Linked DNA regions of Pan troglodytes: region 2 is linked to region 1. Evidence: chromatin contacts called from public Hi-C data. All regions are on one chromosome and are shown on one strand. Each heading gives the region's core, a stretch centred on a gene start, on an enhancer-like site or on the middle of the called end of the contact. The rest is flanking DNA. Distances are from core to core; before and after follow the strand shown. Region 1 holds the start of GNAO1 (G protein subunit alpha o1). Region 2 overlaps GNAO1 (G protein subunit alpha o1).

Region 1 (7,921 bases), core at 2,557-5,056:
CTGGCCAACATGGTGAAACCCTGTCTCTACTAAAAATACAAAAAAAAAGTAGCTGGGCATGGGCGCTCACCTGTAATTCCAGCTACTCGCGAGGCTGAGGCATGAGAATCTCTTGAACCTGGGAGGCGGAGGTTCCTGTGAGCCAAGATTGTGCCACTGCACTCCAGCCTGGGCAACAGAGTGAGATTCCGTCTCAAAAATAATAATAATAATAATAATAATAATAATAATAATAAAATGACTAATTCACTGGATATTTAGTTTCATTTAGGTTATGAACCACATATTTTAGCCTATTTTCTTCCCATGAGAGTAGTATTCATAAGCAATTTTCATAGTTTTTTTCCCTTTCACAGAAATACAAAAAAACTACTAAACATAAAAAAATGTTGAATTTAGAAACATGTGAGGTATCTGGGCTTTAAGAAAGTAAGCTCTTAACAGAATTAACTGGCACATACAGATTCTGCACAAGACCAAACTCTGTACACAGAAAAATCACCTGGGGAGTGGCTATCAATGCAAATGGCTGAAGAATCTGAGTTGGTAAAAGTAAGATGGATAACTGAATTTTTAACAAGCACCCCAGCTAATTCTAATGTAAATTGTTTTGAGAAAACATTCCAGAATTTTCAAGATTTCAAGATTCCAAGCTCATGACATCCCAACCTGTCTTCATGTCTAAATCAATATATTAAACACAGTAGACTGCCAATGCATACATATTTAAATAATTAAAGTAATTTTATATTTAATTAAAGTATAAAAGGGAACAAACAGGGGAAGTCAGTTTACCTAATCAGAGCCCACATTCTGTAAGTCAGAGCTGGGGAATCTTATTGATATAATGAATTGCCCTCCAGATCCAGGAGCCACATGCAGTAAAGGGCTTTGCCGTTGTTTCTTTTAGAGAGTATATAAAATACTCTAATTACCTACTTATAAAATTAAAAATATACTGAATGATGTATGTGTGTAGCAAAGGGAATGGCTGAGGTTGGAGGGAGAGTTATTCTCTGGACATCAACAATAATCCGAGAAATAAAATTCTGAGGATCATATAAAATAAAACCAAATAGAATCTGTCCTTGGTCTAAGCATCTCCCGCTGCTGATGTTAGGATAGTAATTTCCTCATTCCCACAGGAATTAATTGTGAACAATTAAACACTTGTGGTATTATCTAATTACTAATAATTCACAGAGAACTGAGAGATTCTTATCCTCACGTCCTTTGGGGGAACCTGAATATGAGTGGGTTCTCGGGTTGTATACTTTCTGTAAGTCTGGGAAGCACACTTTATATGTGCATATAGCATGCAGTTTCTCAGATAGTCCACAAACATGTGAAAGGAGCACTGGCTTACTACTTACAGGTAGTAGTAAGAAGAATAACTGTTCGTGACCCTAAACAGTGGCTCAGCTTCTTCAGCTATAAAATGGGTACTCAGGTTGATCTGTATTCATGGTCCAGGTTCTTTGCACTCAGCCATGATGCTTCCCACGCCATGTGCTTAACTGAGGTTTATGTGGGAGGATCACATGAGATAATTTTTGTAAAAGTGCTCTGTAAGCTGTAAAGCACTATACAGATGAAGCGGATTATTATTAGTCTTTTACGAAGCCCAGCGATAAAGATGCAAAGTGACCCAGAAAAAGAAAACTGAGTAGACAAACCTGAAATACAACATCTATAGCCCCTAGAACAGTTACCCTGTACATGGTAGGTAGGTGCTTAATAAGTAGAGTGAGTAAAGAAAAACGCAAAACAGGTTTGTGCCTCCATCATACTAGGTCTGATACCAAGAAGAAATAAATATACCTAAGGTCAATGATAGTTTCATTCAACCATACAAACCCAAATAATCCAAGAGCCTAAGATTTTAAATTAAAAATTACTTCAAAGAAAGAGCATGGAAACGTGAAATGTGACCCGGAATCCGCAATTAAATCGGTATATTCTTACCTCTTCAGTCTTTCCAACGCAGTCTTGCAGGGATACAGGACCTGGGTGAGAGTGTGGAGTGCTTCCCTGCACCTGGTAGATCTACATAACTGTTCCTAGCAACCTCTTGAGGAAATAATACATTCTATAGAATGTTGGGTACCTAAGCTCTCTGTTTTGGATTTGAAAGGCTGCGTTTTAGTGATTTTTAAGCCAAACAAGATTTATCCCATAACAGCCCCCCAAAAACACGCACAGAAAAGAAGAATGAGAGGGGCAGGTAGGTAGAGAAGCAGTTATTCACTTTATAAAACAATTCTCTATAGGATTCTTTTGTCAGTTTCCTAGACTATGTAAAATGTGATTCAAATTAAAATATTTAAATCACATACCCACCTCTTGACATGGGCAGCTATTTGTAAAATGAGGCAAACCCACACTGGGAAATACCAAATTAAAAAAAAAATCAGGGAAAAAATATTTTCTTCTGGGTGGCCCTAAACTGCTTTCTTTTTCCCCATTGCAAATGTATTTTTATGCTGGGTTACATTTCCAAAACAGGAGTGGTTTTTTTTCTATCGTTGAAATGAAACAAACAAGTTTGCTTTCAGAGCTACAGAAATGCCCAACTGTTAGGAAAAAAAAAACAAAAAACGTTTTCCACTGGCCGCTTGCCTCTCTTATCCCCATGCAACCTTGCCTATTGGCCCCTTTCCCTAGGAGAGCCCCTGGGGCTGTCTGATGGAACTGATTGTAAAACTATTTTGTGCAGTAAAAAAGTCGTTTCTTCAAAATCTGAGACCACCCAGAACATGCCCAATCTTTGGCAAATATCGACTGGTTTCCTCAGTATTTGACTAGCTGTACACCGAGTAACTGTCCCGGGTTTCTGGGTCTTTATCTGAGAAGAAATGAGGGGGAAATGTTTCAGAAGATGAAAAAAGGAAGAAAACCTCTCATCCAAAATCTGTTCAAAATTCATTTTGTGCGTTTCGAAGGGGGAGGACAGGAGAATTTAGTGCAAAGACGGCCTCCACCAAACGAAACCGTCCAACATTTGCAAAAGCTTTTAAAATAAACTGCTCAGGGATCAGGGGTTTGCTGGTAACTCCCGGTCGCTTGAAGCCCTGTCCCTCCACTCCGCGCACCCTGGCCTCCCCAGGGTGGGCACCCCTCCTGCACGGAGAGCGGCGGCTGGGATCTCGGAGCAGGGTCGGCTATGGCCCTGGAGGCAGCGGCTCACAGAGAAAAAGCTCTGGCTTTTCTCCGCCCGCTGCGTTCCTCTTCTTACAGCCTCGGGTCTCACCTATTAGGTGCTCAATAAATGTGGACATAGGAAACGAGAAGTCCGAATCTGTCCTTACGCCCCCAAGGCGAATTCTGGGGCGCGCGGGTTTATTCCGACCCACTACCACATCGCGTTTCCTGAGGTAACCCGGCCTCGGCTCTGCGGCCCCAGCGGCTGGAGAGCCACGGAGAAGGCGGGCTGCGGGCGACAAGATGGAGAGCCGGCCCGAGAGGGACAGAGGCCGCGCTGGCAGCGAGCTGGGGGGCCCACCTGACCGTCCTGCGGGCAGCCCGGCCCCGCGCTCCCATTGACAAGGAGGTCCGCGCCGCCGGCGCGTGGGGCGGGGGCGGGGGCGGGGTGGGGCGCCCCGGCGCGCGCCCGGCCCCACTCCCCGCCCCCGCCAGTCCCGCAAGCACCCACCCCGGGGGAGCCGCGGGCCGGGAGGGCGCTGGGGGGAGGGGCAGGCCGCTCCGCGAGCGCGTGTGCGCGCCGCCGCCGGCTGACGCGAACTCCGGCGCGCGCCTCCCCCGCCCCGCGCCCTCCCCGTCCCGGGGGCCCGGCGCGCGGCCCTGCTGACGTCAGCTGGCGGCCTGCGGAGCCGGGTGCGCAGAGCCGCTGGCGCACTCGCGCGCTGCGCTGGCCTCCTCCCCGCGCCCGGGCCCAGGCGCGCGCGCGCTTGTTCGCTCTCCCATTTTTTTTTTCCCCTCCCTCCCTGCCTCTCTCTCTCTCTCCCTCTCCCTCGAGCTCCCGGCTGGCTGCGGCTCCCTGGCGCTCTCCCTCTCTCTCCGGTAGGCTCACCGAGCGATGCGAGCTCTGGGAGACAGCGACGCCGCCTCCCGCTAGAGACCTGCCCCTCGGCCCGGCCCCCTGCCCAACCCTGCCCAGCGCGCGGGGGTCGGCGAAGGCGCCGCGGACGCACCGACGGCTGAAGAGCGGCGATGCACATGCACTAGCAGCACCCCCTAACTCACTCCCTCCACATCCCGCGCCGCCGCCGCCGCCTCCTCCACCTCCTCCTCCGCCGCCGCCGCCTCCTCCTCCTCCGGCAGCCGCGGCAGCAGGACCCACCCTGCCCCCCACCCCACCCTCTGTCGGCTCCGGCTGCGGCTCCAGCCTCGACTATTATTTTATTTATTTTGGGTCGTGCACAAGCCTCAGTGCCTGCAGTCCGCGCCTCCTCGGCCCGCGGGCGCCTCCTCCCTTGGCTCCGGAGCCCCAGACCCCGGCCACCCTCGATTCGACAACCCCAGACCCCTGCCAGCTGCCGCGAGTCTCCGCTGCTGGAATCTTGTTAGCGGCTGTCTTTTTGGAGGGTTCTGGTTTCCCGACATTTTTGTTTCCAGCCCAGGAGAGGATATCGTGATTTTCCCCCCTTGAGCCCAGGCTCTGCTCTCTGGGGGGGTGGGGGGCGCTCCAAGCCGGGGAGCCGTGCCAGCCGAGTCGTGCGGGCTGTGGCAGGGAAGGGGCCACCATGGGATGTACTCTGAGCGCAGAGGAGAGAGCCGCCCTCGAGCGGAGCAAGGCGATTGAGAAAAACCTCAAAGAGGATGGCATCAGCGCCGCCAAAGACGTGAAATTACTCCTGCTCGGTAAGGACCGCCGCTGCTACCCCCATCCCCCGACCCCGGCCACTCCGCACGCCCTGCCACCAGCTCCCCCACCCCACTCGCGCCCGGGAGACCTGGTCCCCAAGTTGGCACCACCATGTGCCCAGGATCGCCCACCCCCTCGCATGCCTTAGTCCCCCCCTCCCCCTGTTCCCTTAAGCTGACACTCACCAGTTTTTCCCCACTGTCTGTGTCCCAACAGGGGCTGGAGAATCAGGAAAAAGCACCATTGTGAAGCAGATGAAGTAAGTCCCTGTGGCATTGGGATTCGTACTTTTATTAAGAATAATTTTTAAATCGTTTTTATTACATTGCTTACTCCACATTGCTCTCCAGGCCTGTTTTTTAATTCGTGCACACACACACACACACACACACCCCTATATTTGACTCCCCTCCCCCACTCCCTACGTTGGTTCTGGGTCCTCCACCCTAACTCCTGGGTGGGTGTTTTTTGGGAGGGGGAAGGGGAGCGCCTGTAGTTGTATGAATGACAGTGTCCGCCATATTGATCAGAACATCACACTATTGGCATGATTATGATCATTACTCTTGCTTGTGGAATATTTTCTGTGTCTCACTGCCTCCATTTCTGTCTGTGTCTCTGTTTCATTCTGTCTCTATTTCTTTCTCCTCTTCCCTCCATACCTCCCTATCCCCCAAGGTCCGTAATCCCACTTCCCCCTGCTCTTTTCCTGGGGCAGTGATTTTGAACTTGGCTAACATGGAGGGGACCCAGCCCTAGACTGGGGTGGAGGATCAAGTGTCTGCTGTTCATGCATTTGGTGCTGAATTGGAGGCTGTGGTTTCTACATCCCCTCGCACCCCCCCCAAAAAAAAAGAGGGCCAGGGTTAGGGGAGGGGTCGTGTGCTAGGGGAAGGAGTGGGTTTCCAAACGTAGGTGACGGGCACAGTTTTATCCAAGGTAGAGGTGGAAGGGGGAGGGAAGCTGCCTGTGAGGCTGAATGTCCGCCCCTTGCTGCCCCCAGCTCCTCTCCTCCCCCACCCTCCCAGCATTGCTCTCCTGACACCCGCAGTTTTCGTTCGCTCCGTGGCCTTTATCAGTGTATTTATTTACACTCTGCATAGGCCGTGTTCCATGTAATCTACCCACAATGCGGATTTCAGGCCCCACTTGCCGCCGCCCCCTTCTGCCTTAGCTATCAGTTTCCCCTCCTAATTAACTGGGGGTGGATTTGAGTGATGGTTGAAAATTAAAACAAAATGGGATATTCCTTCCCTTCCACACTTTCTCAATAAGGAGCCTCGCCCCTCCTTTCCACTTGCAGGCTCGCTTCTTGCCCTATCCACTCGGCGGTTCCTGGTGATCCCACAGGCAGGTTTGCTTGGGGAGGGGGTGGCCGGCAGCGAAGGGGTGTGCGCCCTCCGGGCCTCCTGTTTCGGTTGGCCTGTCAGTTCGAGACGGAGGAGTTCGTTTAGACCGTTTAGCGAAGATTCCACGTCGCTTTGCTGTGACACCTTCGTGCACACACAGCTCCTAATTAGGGGTTGCTGTGCAGTAAACAAAAATGATTATTTTTCAACTTGACAGAATAGCCGAAATAATTGCATCGCGTAGGGAAACAATGGAAAATAAAAACCCCTTTCGTGGGAAGGTGGGAGTGGGAGACGAAGCATGCTTGCGGTTTCAGAACCAAGATGCAAAAAATCTTGCATGTGTAACAGGCATGACAAGCGGGTTCTAGGCGGCGCCATGATGGTAGGGAGTAGCGACTCGGAGACAATTTTCCCATCTGCTTGACATGTTCTTATTTTTGTTCGAGAGCTCCCTGGGGCTTTCTTCGCAGAGCCCCCCTCGGCTCGCCGCACCCTTCTGAGCCAAGAGTAATTTAGCTTGGGGCTTCTCTTGAGCTTGTGCAACCCAAATTGATGGGGAGGCGGGGCCTGGGGAATTGCCCTTTGCAACAAGGTGCATGTTGCATCTGTCTGGAGCCCTTGCAGATCTGTAAATGCAAGCCGCGCCACCCCTTTCTCCCGAAGGGGGGACGTTTTAAAACTTCAGAAGTCTGTAATCAGCAGTGGCGGACTCGGAGCCCAGTAGAAGCCCCAGCCACCTGAGCTAGATGAGGTTTCAGGCGTTGCAAGTGGTGGACAGCGCCCAGCCGAGGCCGGAAAAGTCGATGGGGCTCAGTTCGGCGACGCTCGGCTAGGTTCGGTGCGGTCTGGGCGCGGGGCTCGGAGGGAGTCGGCGGTGTTCGGAGCCGAGTCGGTGCTCCGGCGGAGAGAGCCGAGCCGCTTCGGAGGGGGTCGAAAGCATTCGGAAATACTCGGGGGAGGGGAGTGCGCAGGAGGGGAAGGAGGAGGGGGACAGGCCAGAGTCTGCAAATTAACTTTGCATCTGCCAAAGCAACTGCTTTTCCTGAACATGCCCCATAAATTAGGTTGATTTAATGAGAAGTTTAAAAATATATACTGAATCCCCCAAAGGGGTGCCTCACCTTTTTTTATTCAAAGAGAGCTGAGCTCTCTGAGGAAATAGGTGTGCCACTTTAGAATGAAAATTCCTAATTATGTACTGGGCAGGAAATCTTAAATGAAGGCTGGATGTAGACTTCCCCAGGAAAGTCCTATGTGTCTTGTATTTGGTTACACCGAGGAGGGGGGAAAATGAAGTGAGTGATGTTTGAGATTGTTAAATCAGAAATCAGAGCATTTCTTCTCTTTCCCTTTACTTCTCCTTTTTTTTTTTTTTTCAACCTTACAGGACACCTTTTTCAAGAAAAATGTCAGGAAAACAGATTTTGTAGGTAAAACAATTTTTTTTTTTAAAGCACAATACACCAACTCTCTTTAGGAAGTAGGGTAGGTCTGTTCAAAAGGTCCATCACAAAAGTTTCTGGTTCCTGGTTTGCCACAAGGGACCCTGGCATCCTGTCCTCCTGAAGCATTCATGAATGGCAGTTTTCCCTGTGAGCCCTCCAGCTTGGCTTGAAATACATCAGATCAGGGCCTTGTGCCAAGCTGAATGCAGGACTTGTTTTGTTAACCACAAAATGTGGGATTGGTGTCACTGTATCCTAGTAACAAATTTTTTTGAGTCCTCCCTTGCAGAGATGGTTTT
Region 2 (7,921 bases), core at 3,781-6,280, 130 kb after region 1:
TTATTTGAAAATAACTATAAGTCCATTACACATTAAATAAAATTTTTATGGAAAAGTACTGTATTTTTCAAAAATATTTTAGTAAGGAGAATGTCATTGTTTTACATTTTTGCAAATGTCTTTCATGTCCAGCCTGATAGAAAATGGCTCGGTTCTCACACGTCTCTGCTTTCTCTCTGTTGTGATGTGTTGTTTGGTTGAAGAAAAATTTGGCCCCACACGAACAGGGAAGGAGTATTTTACTAGCCTTTTCAGATAATTATTCTTTGAAACTCCCAGGACTTGGCAAATGGTAGTTTATTAAAGGAGAGTTGCAATGTGGAATCTGAAAGTATATCAATGACCCTTATTTTTTTACTTTTTTTGAGACAGTATCTGTCTCGCCCAGGCTGGAGTGCAGTGGCACGATGACAACTCACTCCAGCCTCAACCTCTGGGCTCAAGCAATCCTCCCACCTCAGCCTCCCCAGTAGCTGGGACTACAAGTACACACCACTCCCAGGTGGCCACCATGCCTGGCTAATTTTTTTTAATTTTTATAGAGACGGGGTCTCACTGTGTTGCCTGTGCTGGTCAATGACCCTTTCCTGTTCTGTTACATTAAAATTCACTGGCCTACCTTGCCCTTTGAATGGATCTCTTACTATGAATGATTTTTAACACCATTTTGGTCATTTGGAAAATATTGGTTCATGAGTTACACAGATCTGAATGTTGACACATTTCAGCATATTATATCAAAAACTCACATTTGTTAATATCAACACTGATCTTTGAGAAAAGCTTTAGGTATTGGGAAGTTACCAAGTTTACAGTGGTAAACACAAGTCTTCCACAGTTCTGCATTTTCACTTGAAAGCCAGAATTTTATAATTTTGGTAACAAATATGTCAGTGGTTTTCTTTGAAATCGTGGCTCACTGGTTCATTTTTGGGAGAACTTCTGCCAGAGACCCCAGTCTGAAATCCCACTGCTTGCCGCTCCGGCTTTTCAAGGAAAAGCAGTGTCCCATGAAGGAAGGGATGAGTCCGGCTTGCAACTCAGCCTTTCCCCAATACAGCCGCCACCCTTACATTTGCAGCACGTGTTTTGTGCCTACTTCCCATGTCATCGTCTCACAGAATTCTCAAGACGGGTACTTGAGTGGAGTTTTTTTTAAGTCGTAATTTTTACTTCTTCACCAACGACATTCTTCAGTCCAGCCAGCATTTGCTTTCTTGGCATGCATGGTGGTAGGGAGTGCAATGGCAGCTCTGCAGCCCGGCGCCGAGTCCAGCACCGGCGCCTGGCTTCTGGCTAAGGAGACCACGATTGTATCTGCTGCTGCTACTTTTGCACCATCCGTGCAAATGTTAACACTGTTAGGAAGGCAAGTGACATCTTAGTTTTGTTATGAAAATAGTTTTGATTTCATGGACCCCCTTGAAAGGATCTCAGAGACCCCTCGGGGTCCACTGACCACCCTTTGAGAACCGCTGATCTAGCCAATCCCTTCCTTATGCACTAGGGACACTAAGACCCCACAAGGAGAAGAGACTTGCCCAGGGTCCCAAAGCCAGTCAGAGGCAGAGTGACCTGAAGCCCAAAGCTCTGAGATCCTGGAAGCAACGTGATCTGCACCTTTTCTAACAAAACAGTATGTGCCCACTCTGATGAATGGCACAGGAGCCAGTGTCCCCGGGGAAAGGATGAGGAGGCAAGAGGGATGAACCAGCCTGGGGATAGGCACCAGTTGGCCAACCCTGTCAACTTCAGGACTTGCCTATTCCCACCCTGCACCTTATGTGTAGCGCTGCATCTTCCATCTTTTCTCTTCCATAGCTGTGTTGCTAATGTCTCCCAGCCGAGGCGGCTGTAATTAAACTATTCACCATCGTCACTTCGTGTTCTGAAGAGATGAGGTCGGCCATTATCATTTTTCCTTCCCTTTGACTGAGCTCTGCCTTGTTCATTTCTTAGAAATTTTGTCTATCCAATTTTAGTTCTTTTTTCCTCTTAGAACACTGGGCTCAGGGGAAAGGAGGTGGAGGATGAGGGGCATCATGGATTTGGAAATTTCTGTCCCATTCACCTTAAAGCTTTTTTGGGACAGGATAGTGCCTGCTTGGTGGTGCAGCTATCCAGAGAGCCCCCATCCAGGAGAGATACCCAGGAGGTGTAGAACAGGGGTCTGGACCCACTGAGGGGAGAAGGGCACCAAGACAAAGAGGCACCACGTAAGGCTGTCCCAGAGGGGCAGTGGTTGGAGCTTTGGACAGACAGCGTCCCCACCCCTTTCCTGGTGGTCAGAAGCCTTGCTGACATAAAAACACCCCTGCCTCTGGGGGCCCAGGACAGGCTTCTGTTGCTAGTGAAAGTGAGCAGGGGCCAGGCACGGTGGATCACACCTGTAATCCCAGCACTTTGAGAGGCCAAGGCGGGCAGATCACGAGGTCAGGAGTTCGAGACCAGCCTGGCCAAGAGACCAGCCTGGCCAACATGGAGAAACCCCATCTCTACTAAAAATACAAAAATTAGCCGGGCATGGTGGCGGGCACCTGTAATCCCAGCTACTCGGGAGGCTGAGGCAGGAGAATTGCTTGAACCCGGGAGGCGGAAGTTGCAGTAGGCCAAAGATCTTGCCACTGCACTCCAGCCTGGGCAACAAAGTGAGACTCTGACTCAAAAAAAAAAAGAGTGAGCAGGGCCTCCATCCTGCGTTTCCTCTCCCCGGCGTGCCCTGCCAGGCCTCCACTAGCTCCTCTAGGGCCCCCATGCCCACTCTACACAGATGCTGGCAGGGCTGACAGCTCCCCTGCTCCTGCAGGAAGAGGCCAGGAGCCCATGCCACACAGAAAACGTGAATGTCCCAGGCCCCAACACATGGAAGGCCTGGCATTTCCTCTGCCAGGCTCTATGGGGAAGCATTTTCTCTCCATCAGGGCTGCCCCAGGATGGACATTGGCCTGCCCACCAGGGGTAGGGCACCCCCTCACAGGCATGACCAGCAACCTGGCCAAGAGGCTGTCTGTGCTTGAGCCCCTGAGCCATCTGTGTGCCCACAGGTGGCTGTCCTAAGTTTAACCTTCTAGGGCTGCATGACCCCACTGCTGTCCTCAGGCCCTGCTGATGGCTGCCAGAGCATCTGGTGCCTCCAGGACCCACTGTTGCCTGTCAAGGCCCTCAGTGTTGCCTGGGTCTCGCCTCACCTCTCTTTAATTCCCTCCTCACCTCCCGAGAAGCCCCATGTCTCCCACCATCCACAAACCTGTTCCTCCTGAGGCCCAGACCCTGCCTCCCTGGGGTGGCCTCCCCACTCCCCAGCTGGTGCTGATGGATCTGACGCCCCTAGTGGACTGCAGGCATGGGCAGGGCAGGGTCCAGTTCCTGCTGGCAGTTCTGTCCCCAGCACTCAGCCCTGGGCTTCACACAGAGACGTCCTCCAATCTGTGGGGAAGGAAGATTCCTAGGTCTAGCCCTGGCTCCTGCTTAACTGTGGCCAGGGCCAGGAGTAAGAAACTGTACCAGCCACTGACAGGTGGTTTCTGGGTGAAAACTTTCAGGTGTGCGGGAACCAGTGACAGGGCCTCAGAGGACTTGGGCCACAGTCGCCTTCCCACCCCCTGGCCCCTGGTTCTGGAAGGAACATAGTAAGCAGTTTCTGTCTAGGAAAAACCTGCTTCTCAGTCATTGGAAGATCCCTGAGTTCTGAGGCTGAAAAGGAAAGAAAGGATCAAAAAACCCAAGCCTTCTTTACTCCACAGGGGACAGCCTGGGTCCAGGCAGGTAAGGTTCTCAGAAAGGTTTAGGACAAATCCTGGGGCATCCAGAAGGTTTGAACTGCTTTCTGAACCCAGGTGGGGACTTCAGGAAAGCCTTGCTTAACACAGTCACAGACCCCTGACCCAGAAGGGACCATGGGACAGAGGCAGGGAAAACCACAGGGGCTGCTCTCCCTCCACCCTGATGTGTTCAAGGCACCAACTACTGAGCTGGGGAGATTCCCTTTGTCAAATGTTAAAGTCCTTAAGGCCCAGACCCCACTCAGTGTCTGCCACCTAGCAGGTGTAAATGGATACATAGTAGATGGGTGAATGGATGAGTGGATCAAGGAGAGAATGAATGGGTGGGAGGCGAGTTGGATCAAACAGGAGTGGATGAGTAACTAAGGGATAGATAGATGCCAGGGAAGAGTGGAGGGGATGGTGGTGGGTTGGAAGGGATGTGAGTGGATGGATGAACTGGGGTGGCTGATGGGTAGATGATGTATAGATGGGTAGGTGGTGCAGGATGTGTGGCTGGCTGGCTGGAGAAGGGATGATGGGTGGATTTGAAAGAAGAGAGTGGGAGGATCATCATCCTAAATGGAGAAGGAAAGCAAGATTAGAGATGGCACTGAATCCTTGGTTCTGCTGCAGGATCTTTTTGAGGAACCAGGAAGGTTCCCTTCCCTAAAGCAATGGTGAGCCCATGAGGTCCCCCACCTCCTCAAGAGACCCTGTGAGCTGAGGACGTTCTGTAGGCGCAGGCCTTGCTCAGAATCCTAAGCCCAAGCGAGGAAAGAGCCCCAGCCGCCAAATGCCTGCAGCACCCCAGTTGTTGCCACTACCAAAGACTGGTCACAAATGTCTAACGTGCGCCCGGGGTGGCAATTTGGTAGCACTTCCACTGAGAGTCACAGGCAGAGAGCCATCTGCCAGCCCAAGGCCAGGAAAGCAGACCCCCGCCCCGGAAGGGAGTGCTCCCCACTGTTCTGACGCCCAGCTGCAGAGAGGGAGGGGCGGGGGGCTCTCTCCTGTGCCGGAGAGAACAGAGAGAACGTGACGGTGTTTCCTCAGATGTGCAGGCCTGGGTGGGAGCGCTAGTTACTAAGTACCCAGAATTCTTTGCCAGCTGGAATTGTAGTGGCCAGGCTGGGCCCCCCCAGCGGCTGGGGTCTCTCTGCCCCTTCGCGTTGAAGAGCAAGTCGGCAGCCCAAGGAAGGCGCGATGGCCGCCGGGCCCGGCCCTGCAATGCCTGGTCTCTGGCTCGGCGGGTCCAGCTCACGCTCCCTCTCCCATTGGCCTGTGCACTCCTGCCCCCTGGTGGGTACAGGGACAACTACAGTACATGGGGCAGGGTGGGGCCAGATGGAGGTTTTTCCCTGCAACTGGAGGACTGGGTTTGTGTGTGTGTTTGCGTGCGCGTGCATGTCTGCAGACTCACACTTCACTTGGCCTAAAAGATTAGAGATGGAGGAAAGCTCTGAATGATCCAAAGCAGCTCCTCAAATGGAAGGGGTTATTATTATAATTACTATGATTATTGTTATCAAGATTATCATGCTTGCCTAGAAAGTCTTGTACAAAGCAGGCTTATTTTGTGTCAGCTTGTTGTTTGTGTCTGAGGCATTTCATCTTTGCTTATAATAACTAACATTGGCAGGCTTCTTTCATGTTGCAAAGCTGTGTCACATCCTCAGCCCGTTTTATCTGCACAAACAGCCCTGTGCAGTGGGGAGTAGTGAGAGAACAGAGGCTCAGAGGTTAACTGTTCAGTCCAAGGTCACATGGCTAAAAAGATGCAGAAGCCAGGATTTGAACTTGGGTCACACAATGAAAATCCCTGTTCATTTCCCCATCATATCCTTGGCACCTCATCCCTTGAGAGGGAAGAGGCCTTTTATTAAGCTTTAGCTCCAAGCCTCTTTGCCACTGATATTTGCTGAAAAGCTTACATTGCCATGAAGAGAAGGGAAGGGTTTTGAAGACTCAAGTGTTAAAAGTGCAGTTTGCCATCCCAGTTTCACACTAAGAATATACCTGGGCTTTTCCAAGTCCCTGCAGTACCTGGCGTGTGAGTGGAGAATGTGGTCTTCTATCCTTTTCGCTCAGGTTCTCTTGGTCACCACCACCACCCCTGGGGTGTGGCACAGGACAGACAGGCATCTGCTGCATCTCTGAGAAGCGGGGAAGAAGGTGCTATGACAGGAGAAGCTGGTGCAGGGGGACTGTCTGTGTCCTGGTGGGTAGGAGCTGGGTACACAGGGGGCAGGGCCCTGACTGGGCTCTGGGAGCCTACGCCCCTCCTAGGAGCATGGGTTCTATCTCCAGGGACCAGCTGGCTGACTGGAGAGAGCTTTCTGGAAGCAGCACCCCTCCCTGCTGCGCACCATGGGCTGTTATACTGATTGTCACCAGGGTGCTGCTTCCCCAGCACACTCGTGACCAGCCGCCAGCAGCACATGTCCTCGTGGCAGGACACAGGGCCTGTGTGCCAGGATAAGGGACCCCCTGTGTAATGCCAGTTCTGGAGCATCACTACCCTACCACCTCCCAGGCATCCTGCTCCCCAGCAACAGCCCAAAGCAACCCACTTCTGGGGGGTACTTGTACCATGCTCCCCACCCCTCTCAATGCTGGAATGTCCCCTGGGCCCTGTCTCCACAGGCCTGTTCCTCTCCTTGCCCACCCCTTTCTCCAGCTGCTGACAGGTGCCGTGCAAAGGTTTACATAGGGGGTTCTCCGGAGCCTTGAGCTTCCCCAAAAGTGCCTCATCTCCACTGTGGCAGCTTTGAGCCATTTATTTGTCAACATTAAGAGTGAGATATCATTTAACCAGAAAGATTGTAGTGGTTACTATGATAAAAAATATGATTAAAAAAAAAAAAAAGCTGTCTTTAAATCATTGATGTGGAAAAGAGTCCTGTAGGTGGCCTTGAGAAATGACAACCTCTCCTGGCCTCCTGATCCTAAACCCATAAGAATGGCATCTCGCTTACTGTTAACATTCAGAAATACACAGTCCCAGCCATGTCCCATAGAAGAGTCCCATCCTCCTCCCATGCGCCCAATCATCATGAGGGTGGGCGGGTTGCTCTTATCTCTATGTGGCAGCCCTGGGCAGCCTATGAGGTGGAGCCATGTATACTCGTCCACTGGGTGGACAGCAGCGCAGCCCACCCCTCAGGGCCATCCCTGTGCTAAGTGCCCTCCGTTTGCTCACGCAACAGCCTTGCAGAGAAAATGATGGTGCTGTCATCCCCATTTTGCAGGTGAGAACACTGAGCCTCAGAAAGATGATACCCCTTGCTCAAGCTGGAAGCTAAAGCTGGAGCTCAGGTCTGGGTAGCTCCTGAATTTACAGTCTGAAGCCCCCAGAAAGCTGCATGGAGCAGCACTAAAAGTCCAAGGAGGGAGTGAGCAAAGGAAGCTGGCAGAGGAGGCTCCTCGAAGGGTGTGGGGTGGCAAGAGAATCAGATGTTGGATTCCATGGTGGATTCCAGCAGGTGCGGAATGATGAGGTGGGGGCATTCTGGGCCCTTAATGATTACAAAACCCATCCCACCCGCACCTATACATCTGAGGAAATGCAGTCAGGTTTTCCCTCACACACACAGCAGAGAGCCCCCTCCCTTCCTCTCTGTAGCTGGGCCTTAGAACCATGGGGACAGTGGTGGGAAGAGGGACCCACTCCTTCATGCCTCAGGCAGACACACATGTCCATGAACTCCTTACAGGACTGCCTGCTACTGAATCCCCCAGACTGCCTTCAGTGTGCAGCATGTGGCCAGTGCTCACAACACAGCTAGTGCCATGCCAGTCCCATGGGAGAGAGAGGGGCCACCCACACAGGAAACACCACACGGCGTGTGGGCACTGTGCACGGGGTGTGGTCAGATAGTAAGAGAGGAGCGGGCTCAGATGCCGGGAAAGCCAGTGGCGCTGCAGGAATGGGAGGGGTCTTCCTGCAGGAGGTAGGCCACACATTAGCCTTGGCCGACTAGGGGGCATAATGGGACTATTTGGGGTACAAGTGCAAAAATAAACCAAACAAACAAACAAACAACATATCCTCCAATGGATTTTTAAAAGCAGGGGATTGATTGACTCAAGTAACTAGAAAGCCCAGAGGTCTCTGTGGCTGCAGGCGCAGCTTGATCCAGGCGTTGACATATTATCAT

What was found. A called contact is a pair of places that touch in the nucleus more often than the background predicts.
Region 2: a contact with region 1 is called in a Hi-C map of stem cell-derived neural progenitor cells, with 3 times the contacts expected there. The contact joins the enhancer-like site here to the promoter of GNAO1 in region 1. A contact is called at or near these places in 1 of 7 Hi-C or Micro-C datasets (stem cell-derived neural progenitor cells) and 1 of 1 datasets of contacts at active chromatin or transcription factors (stem cell-derived excitatory neurons).

The regions. Positions count from the first base shown.
Region 1 is chr18:54,189,437-54,197,357 of NHGRI_mPanTro3-v2.0_pri, forward strand. GNAO1 (G protein subunit alpha o1) reads left to right here and starts at 3,807. Exons shown (of 9, transcript XM_510976.9): 1 at 3,807-4,821; 2 at 5,042-5,084. The coding sequence starts at 4,704. It also overlaps the pseudogene LOC104002630.
Region 2 is chr18:54,319,276-54,327,196 of NHGRI_mPanTro3-v2.0_pri, forward strand. All of the region lies in intron 3 of GNAO1 (G protein subunit alpha o1), which reads left to right. Among named protein-coding and RNA genes, the nearest start is that of AMFR, 110 kb to the right of the region's middle. Within about 2 kb of position 5,031, at least 8 of the 24 cell types and tissues checked have an H3K27ac peak or open chromatin away from gene starts, as enhancers often do. A contact at or near this core is called in stem cell-derived neural progenitor cells, where this site is marked.